2 separate regions of the Macaca mulatta genome follow, and region 2 is linked to region 1. A link is a contact called in public Hi-C data. All regions are on one chromosome and are shown on one strand. The core of a region is the stretch at or near the end of the contact, and the rest is flanking DNA. Distances in the headings are between cores, read along the strand shown.

Region 1 (3,059 bases), core at 227-2,726:
CACTCAACATGGTGGTTCTTATACCTAAGACTCTTCCTTCCATCCTCCCATGTGCCCACCCCTAACTTTGCCCATTCACTGACTTCCTCACTTCACTGACTCCCACAGACCAGAGTGTTTGTTAAATATTCATAACTTCCTGTGTTTTTCACCTTTTTTTCTTATTTTATTTATTTTTTGAGACAGAGTCTTGCTCTGTCTCCCAGGCTGGAGTGCAGTGGCACGATTTCGGCTCACTGCAACCTCTGCCTCCTGGGCTCAAGCGATTCTCCTGCCTCAGCTTTGTGAATAGCTGGGATTACAGGCGTGCGCCACTACACCTGGCTAATTTTTGTATTTTTAGTAGAGACAGGGTTTCTTTATGTCGTCTCGAGACGTCGTGCTCGTCTTGAGCTTCTGACCTCGTGATCCGCCTGCCTCGGCCTCCCAAAGTGCTGGGATTACAGATATGAGCCACCACGCCCGGCCCACATTTCTTTATGTGATGAATATCCATCAACATCCATCTCGACCCAAGAACATTTATAATTATGGGGTTTTTGTTGCTTTTTGTGGACTACAGCCTTTGTGAGAGGAGGAATTACTCTATTGTGGTTACTCTTGCATACTCAAGTCCTAGACAAGTGCCTGGCCCATTGATGGTGTAAATAAATAATGTGATTGAATGAACAAGTGATTGAACAAGAGAAACCACAGAAAGCCTCAACAGACTAAAATAGTCGAATCTAGCTAATCTTACATTAAAAACGAAGCAAGCTCAATAAACTAACTTGTATCTACAACAGTCATCTCTGTAGCAAAGCTGGAGTTTCTTATTCTCTTGTATATTTATTTTTATTCAGTTCCCTTTCAGGCTATGGAGTTCCTTATTCTCTGGTGTGGCATGCACACCAGAATCTGTGAGGAAGCTATGCGTCGTGCTCTGATTTTTCAGCCTTAGTTACCTAATAGGAACATCTCATACTGGTTTTTGTTTTTCTTTTTCTTTTTGAGACAGGGTCTTGCTTTGTCGCCCAAGCTGGTGTGCAATGGCGCCATCTGGGCTCAATGCATCCTCGACCCCTTGGGTTCAAGGGACCCTCCCGCCTCAGCCTGCCGAGCACCTGAGACTACAATCGCCCAGCTAATTTTTATATTTTTTGTAGTGTCTGGGTCTCGCTCTGTTGCCCAGGGTGGTCTCCAACTCCTGGGCTCACGTGATCCTCCCGCCTCGGCCTCCCGAATGGTTGGGATTACAGGCGTGAACCACCGCCCCCTGGCCCCATATTGCTTTAGCGCATTCTGACCTACTCCGGCTTTCTTCGCGTTTCAAAAAGCACCAATCCCAGGATGCAATGCAGACAATGAGTGCCAGTCGCTTAGAAACCACACGTCCCAGCATGCCATATTCCGGGCAATCGCTAGCCCCGATAGGCCCCGCTGCATTCTGGGAGTTGTAGTCTCTAGCGACTGGCCCCGCCCCGTGTGCAGCTTTCGCGGCCTGCGTCTGGACAAAACCCTAGCGGGTGGCTCCGCGCGGCCAGAGCTCTGGAGAGTGGTGGCGCCTTCCAACCTTCGTCCCCCAGCCCTGGTGGCCGGCTCCGCCTCTTCTCGAATCTTTTCCACAGCCCAAAATGGCGGCGGAGGTGTATTTTGGCGATCTAGAGCTGTTCGAGCCGTTCGACCACCCAGAGGAGTCGATTCTGAAGCCCGTTCACACTCGCTTCAAGGACGAGGACGGCGACGAGGAGGACGAAAATGGGGTCGGCGACGCGGAGCTACGGGAGCGGCTTCGGCAGTGCGAGGAGACCATCGAGCAGCTCCGCGCCGAGAATATCCTTCCCGCTCGCTGGGCCCTGTCACCCGGGCGTGGGGCCGGGGCAGCGCCGGGAGAGGGTGAGGGCGCGGGCGGAAATTCCAGGAGGGCCAGAATTCCAAGTGATTTCTGTCACCCGCCGGCGGGCCGAGAGTCTAGGGTTTGGGGCGCGCAGGCTGCCCCGGCGCCTCGGCGCAGACCTCTTCCCCTCAGGGAGGCCGTCTCCTGACCAGACCCACTCTTGCCTCCCACCCGGGTTTAGGGTTATTTTAGGCTGCTCACCTGACAGATTGTACACAGGCCCCTGCTTGCCCGCCTCTTTTTGAGGTCGTGATAAGGTTTCATATTTTGCAGCCACGCTCAAGTTGTGCCGTCATGTTATAGTTGTAGGTGATGAAATACCGGCTGCTTAGACGCGGGATCAGTTTTTATACCGGGGCAAACGCTAGTGGTCCCAGAATGCAGAGTTGGGGACCTCAAGGAATCCGGGTGTGCTGAGATAATTGGTTAATTGCTTGATTTAAATTGGGGATTAATTTTAGAGTTCTTCCAGTCGGAGCTCGCTTCTGTGCTGAAGATGCTTTGCAGCACCTTGGGAAAAAGCGCCAAAGAAGTTTCTGTTAGACTTGAGTTACAAGATTGCAGATTTTTCTTGATTTGCTAGTATGTTTTTTTACGTTCTTAGGAGTTTTATAGGTAGATAGATAACTTTGGTTCGGGTAGTTTTCCTTTTAAAATTTGTAGGGAGAACTGAAGGTGACTGGTATGTTAGCTTTTTTGGAGGGACGGGATGGGGGAATGGGGTCTCACTATGTCGCCCAGGCTGGAGTGCAGTGGCACGATCTCGGCTCACTGCAACCTCCGCCTCCCGGGTTCAAGCGATTCTCCTGCCTCAGCCTCCCGAATAGCTGGGATTACAGGCGCCCGCCACCACGCCCAGCCAGGATATCAGCTTTTGAGGTTTTTGAAGCCTGATTTATTTTTTCAGAATGTCATCTTCCTCCACATTGTGAGGAAAATTTTCGAAATACAAAAATTGAAGCCGGGCACGGTGGCTCACGCCTGTAATCCCAGCACTTTGGGAGGCCGAGGCGGGCTGATCACAAGGTCAGAAGTTCGAGACCAGCCTGGCTAACATGGTGAAACCTTGCCTCTACTAAAGATACAAAAAATTAGCCGGGCGTGGTGGTGCGTGCCTGTAATCCCAGCTACTCGAGAGGCTGAGGCAGGAGAATCGCTTAAACCTGGGAGCGAAGGTTGCAGT
Region 2 (2,948 bases), core at 48-2,547, 260 kb before region 1:
TCTTCCAAGAAGCCCTCCTTTGATAGCTAGACTAGCGTACACCTTGAGGACCTGCAGGCTGAAATAACCTAGCTGCACATCTCTATTCCAAACGGACTGTAAGCTTCTTCAGTCAGAGTAGCCAGACACAAATCACTCAGATTGGGAAGCTGTTAATTCATGCCTCCTCCTCCCCAGCACTCCTCTCCCCCAGCACAAATTCACCAAATGAAAAAGATGGGGGAAAAAACTTAGTACCACCAAATGTCAAACTATTATTATAATGCATAAAAATATAGTGAGTAAAAGTCATTCTGTGGCTACCAACACTTGCCTCCACAATAAAGGACTCGAAGTGGGTAATCGGCATCTAACTTGGCACTGTTCCTTGAGTCTCCTTTGCAATCAGCCCCGCTGGATTCCGAAATGTCAGCAGCCATTTCACAAACCTGTAAGCAAGGAAAATAACACACCCTCACTATTTTAGAATGAAGACCCCAGAAGAACAGCATTCCTCTCAACAGAAATCCCCCCAACCCGAAGCTGTTTCAATTTTGTTGTTGAGTGGGGGACACAAGCTGCATTCGATTCATAAAATATAAGCAATCCCAGGCACAAGATCTCCTTGGTCCACAGACCTACAGGGAAGGAAGCAGCAAATGGACCATGAAGGATGGGGCAGAGGCACTCACTAGTAAAAAAGAGGAAGCAATGGGGAAGGAAAGATGGGGTGAGTACCCTAGGCAGACACGGAGCAAAAAGGTCTAAGGGTGGTCTGGGAGGGATGCAAACTGCACTAAGAGAGAAGGGCTACAAAGGTGCCGAATGCAGAGGCTGGAAATGCCAAGGAACGAGGGGTGGGTCATCAGAGGAGCCCGGGGTGCACGGTGTGGGGGCAGCTAAACGCCACGGGAAGGGCCTGGGGACTCTAAAAAGGGCATGGGAGGGGGCGGGGTGACCAGAGCCTAAGGAGGATGTGAACAGAAAACGAGGACAGAATGTAAGAGCACTGAGGGGACAAGGGCGACCAGGTCTGAGGCGAAGGAGCAACCCCGGGGACGCCAGAAGGGGCCCTTGTGGGCGGGGGTGTGGAGACGCCCGGCCCGGCCCCCTTCCGCCAGGCAGCATCTCAGCTTCCCCCACACTCTCTACGAGCTTCTGGGGAGCGGGAGAAGCACTTGGTGTCGTTACCCAGGCGGTCGCACAGGCCCCGCCGGCTCCGCTCCCGCCGCTATCGCCAGCTGAACCGACACATGCAACTCGCCTCCCCGGCCACGGCCGCCCGAAAGCCAGTCCGCCAGCAGCGCTCCCGCGAGACAATGAGCCTTTATCGCGAGACTCCGACCGCCGCTGGGCGGATGTCGCGAGAAGCCGGAAGACGGGGGCGGAGAAAAATTGGGGATCATGCGCCTTGCGCTCCAGGGCGGGGGCGTGGCCAAGCGGCCAAGAGGCGGGCCGCCGGTAGGCGGTGCTAGTCACCCGTTGGAGAGGATGAATCCTCGAGACGGGTGCGCCGAGGGGAGCGCGACCTGTAACGGCAGAGAGTGCACGTGAGTCAGAAATGACTCCCTATTAATGGGCCGGAGGATCATCGCCCCGGTGTCTGCGGTGTATCCTGGAGTTCTGACTAACCTCCAACTACTGCATAAATCACTCCTGTGCGGGGAGATTGCAGCCGGATAGAGCTTTTGGTTGCATTTTAACACCATACACTAAATTAAAGGAATGTTTTCTCCCTCCCTCACTTCCTTCCTCCCTTCCACCCTCCCTTCCTTCTTTCCTTCCTCTCTTCCTTTCTCTCTGCGGGATAGAGCGTGTGGTTGCATTTTAACACCATACACTAAATTAAAGGAATTCTTTCTTTCCTCCTTTTCTCTCTCTCTTTCTTTTCTTTCTCTTTCTTCTTTTTCTTTCTTTCTGTCTCTGTCTCTCTCTCTCTCTTCCCCTTCCCTCCCTCCTTTTCTTCCTTCTTTCCTTACTTCCTCCCTCCCTCCCTTCCTTTCTTCATCCTTTATGTGTTGACAGCGTCTCACTGTCACCTAGGCTGGATGGAGTGCAGTTGCACAAACACGGCTCACTGCAGCCTCGACCTTCCAAGTAGTTGGAACCACAAGCTATTCTCCTGCCTCAGCCTCCTGAGTAGTTGGGATTACAGGCATGCGCCACCATGCCCGGCTAATTTTGTATTTTTAGTAGAGACGGGGTTTCTGCATGTTGATCAGGCTGGTCTCAATCTCCCGACTTCAGGTGATCCGCCAGCCTCGACCTCCTAAGTGATCGGATTACAGGCATGAGCCACCGCACCCAGCCCAGGGGAAACTCTTGAAAAGATAATATCAATGCTATCTATGTGTCTTTCATTGCCCACAGTCTCACTGACTAAAGATAATTTTTTATCACCTTTGTGTTTACCTATCTTATAGGTGTTCTAAATTGGAGTTAATCTACCCTATCTCAGACTTTCTCAGGAGGCTGAAGCCTGGTAGACTTAACCACGTACCTTGTGTCTCGTTTCGTCTTGAGAAAATCCCTTCCTATTCAGCCTGAGTCCCGTTTGTGAAATGGGAATAACACTGCAATATCGGGAGAACCCACTCCCGATGTTTAACGTGGGTTCTTTTCTATTTCCTAAGTGTCTCGGCTGGGTAGGGAAAGAGCACGAGAGAGAGAAATTTAAAGGTGGGTGTCCGGGGGAGACATCACATGTCTCGCAGGATCTGTGATGTTCCCCGAGCCATAAAACCAGCAAGTTTTTATTAGCGATTTTTAAAAGGGGAGGGAGTGCACGAATAGGGTGTGGGTCACAGAGATCACATACTTCACAAGGTAATAAAATATCACAAAGCAAATGGAGGCAGGGCGAGATCACAGGACCACCAGATGAGGTGAAATTAAAATTGCTAATGAAGTTTCGGCAGGCATTGTCATTGATAACATCTTATCAGGAAACAGGGTTTGAGAGCAGATAA

What was found. A called contact is a pair of places that touch in the nucleus more often than the background predicts.
Region 2: a contact with region 1 is called in a Hi-C map of fetal cortex germinal zone, with 2.5 times the contacts expected there. The contact joins the promoter of DENR here to the promoter of ZCCHC8 in region 1. A contact is called at or near these places in 2 of 14 Hi-C or Micro-C datasets (fetal cortex germinal zone and fetal cortical plate).

Annotation. Positions count from the first base shown.
Region 1 is chr11:129,872,397-129,875,455 of T2T-MMU8v2.0, reverse strand. It overlaps ZCCHC8 (zinc finger CCHC-type containing 8), which reads left to right and starts at 1,476. Exons shown (of 11, transcript XM_077955615.1): 1 at 1,476-1,812.
Region 2 is chr11:130,134,985-130,137,932 of T2T-MMU8v2.0, reverse strand. DENR (density regulated re-initiation and release factor) reads right to left here and starts at 1,297. Exons shown (of 8, transcript XM_015151759.3): 1 at 1,171-1,297; 2 at 314-428. The coding sequence starts at 419.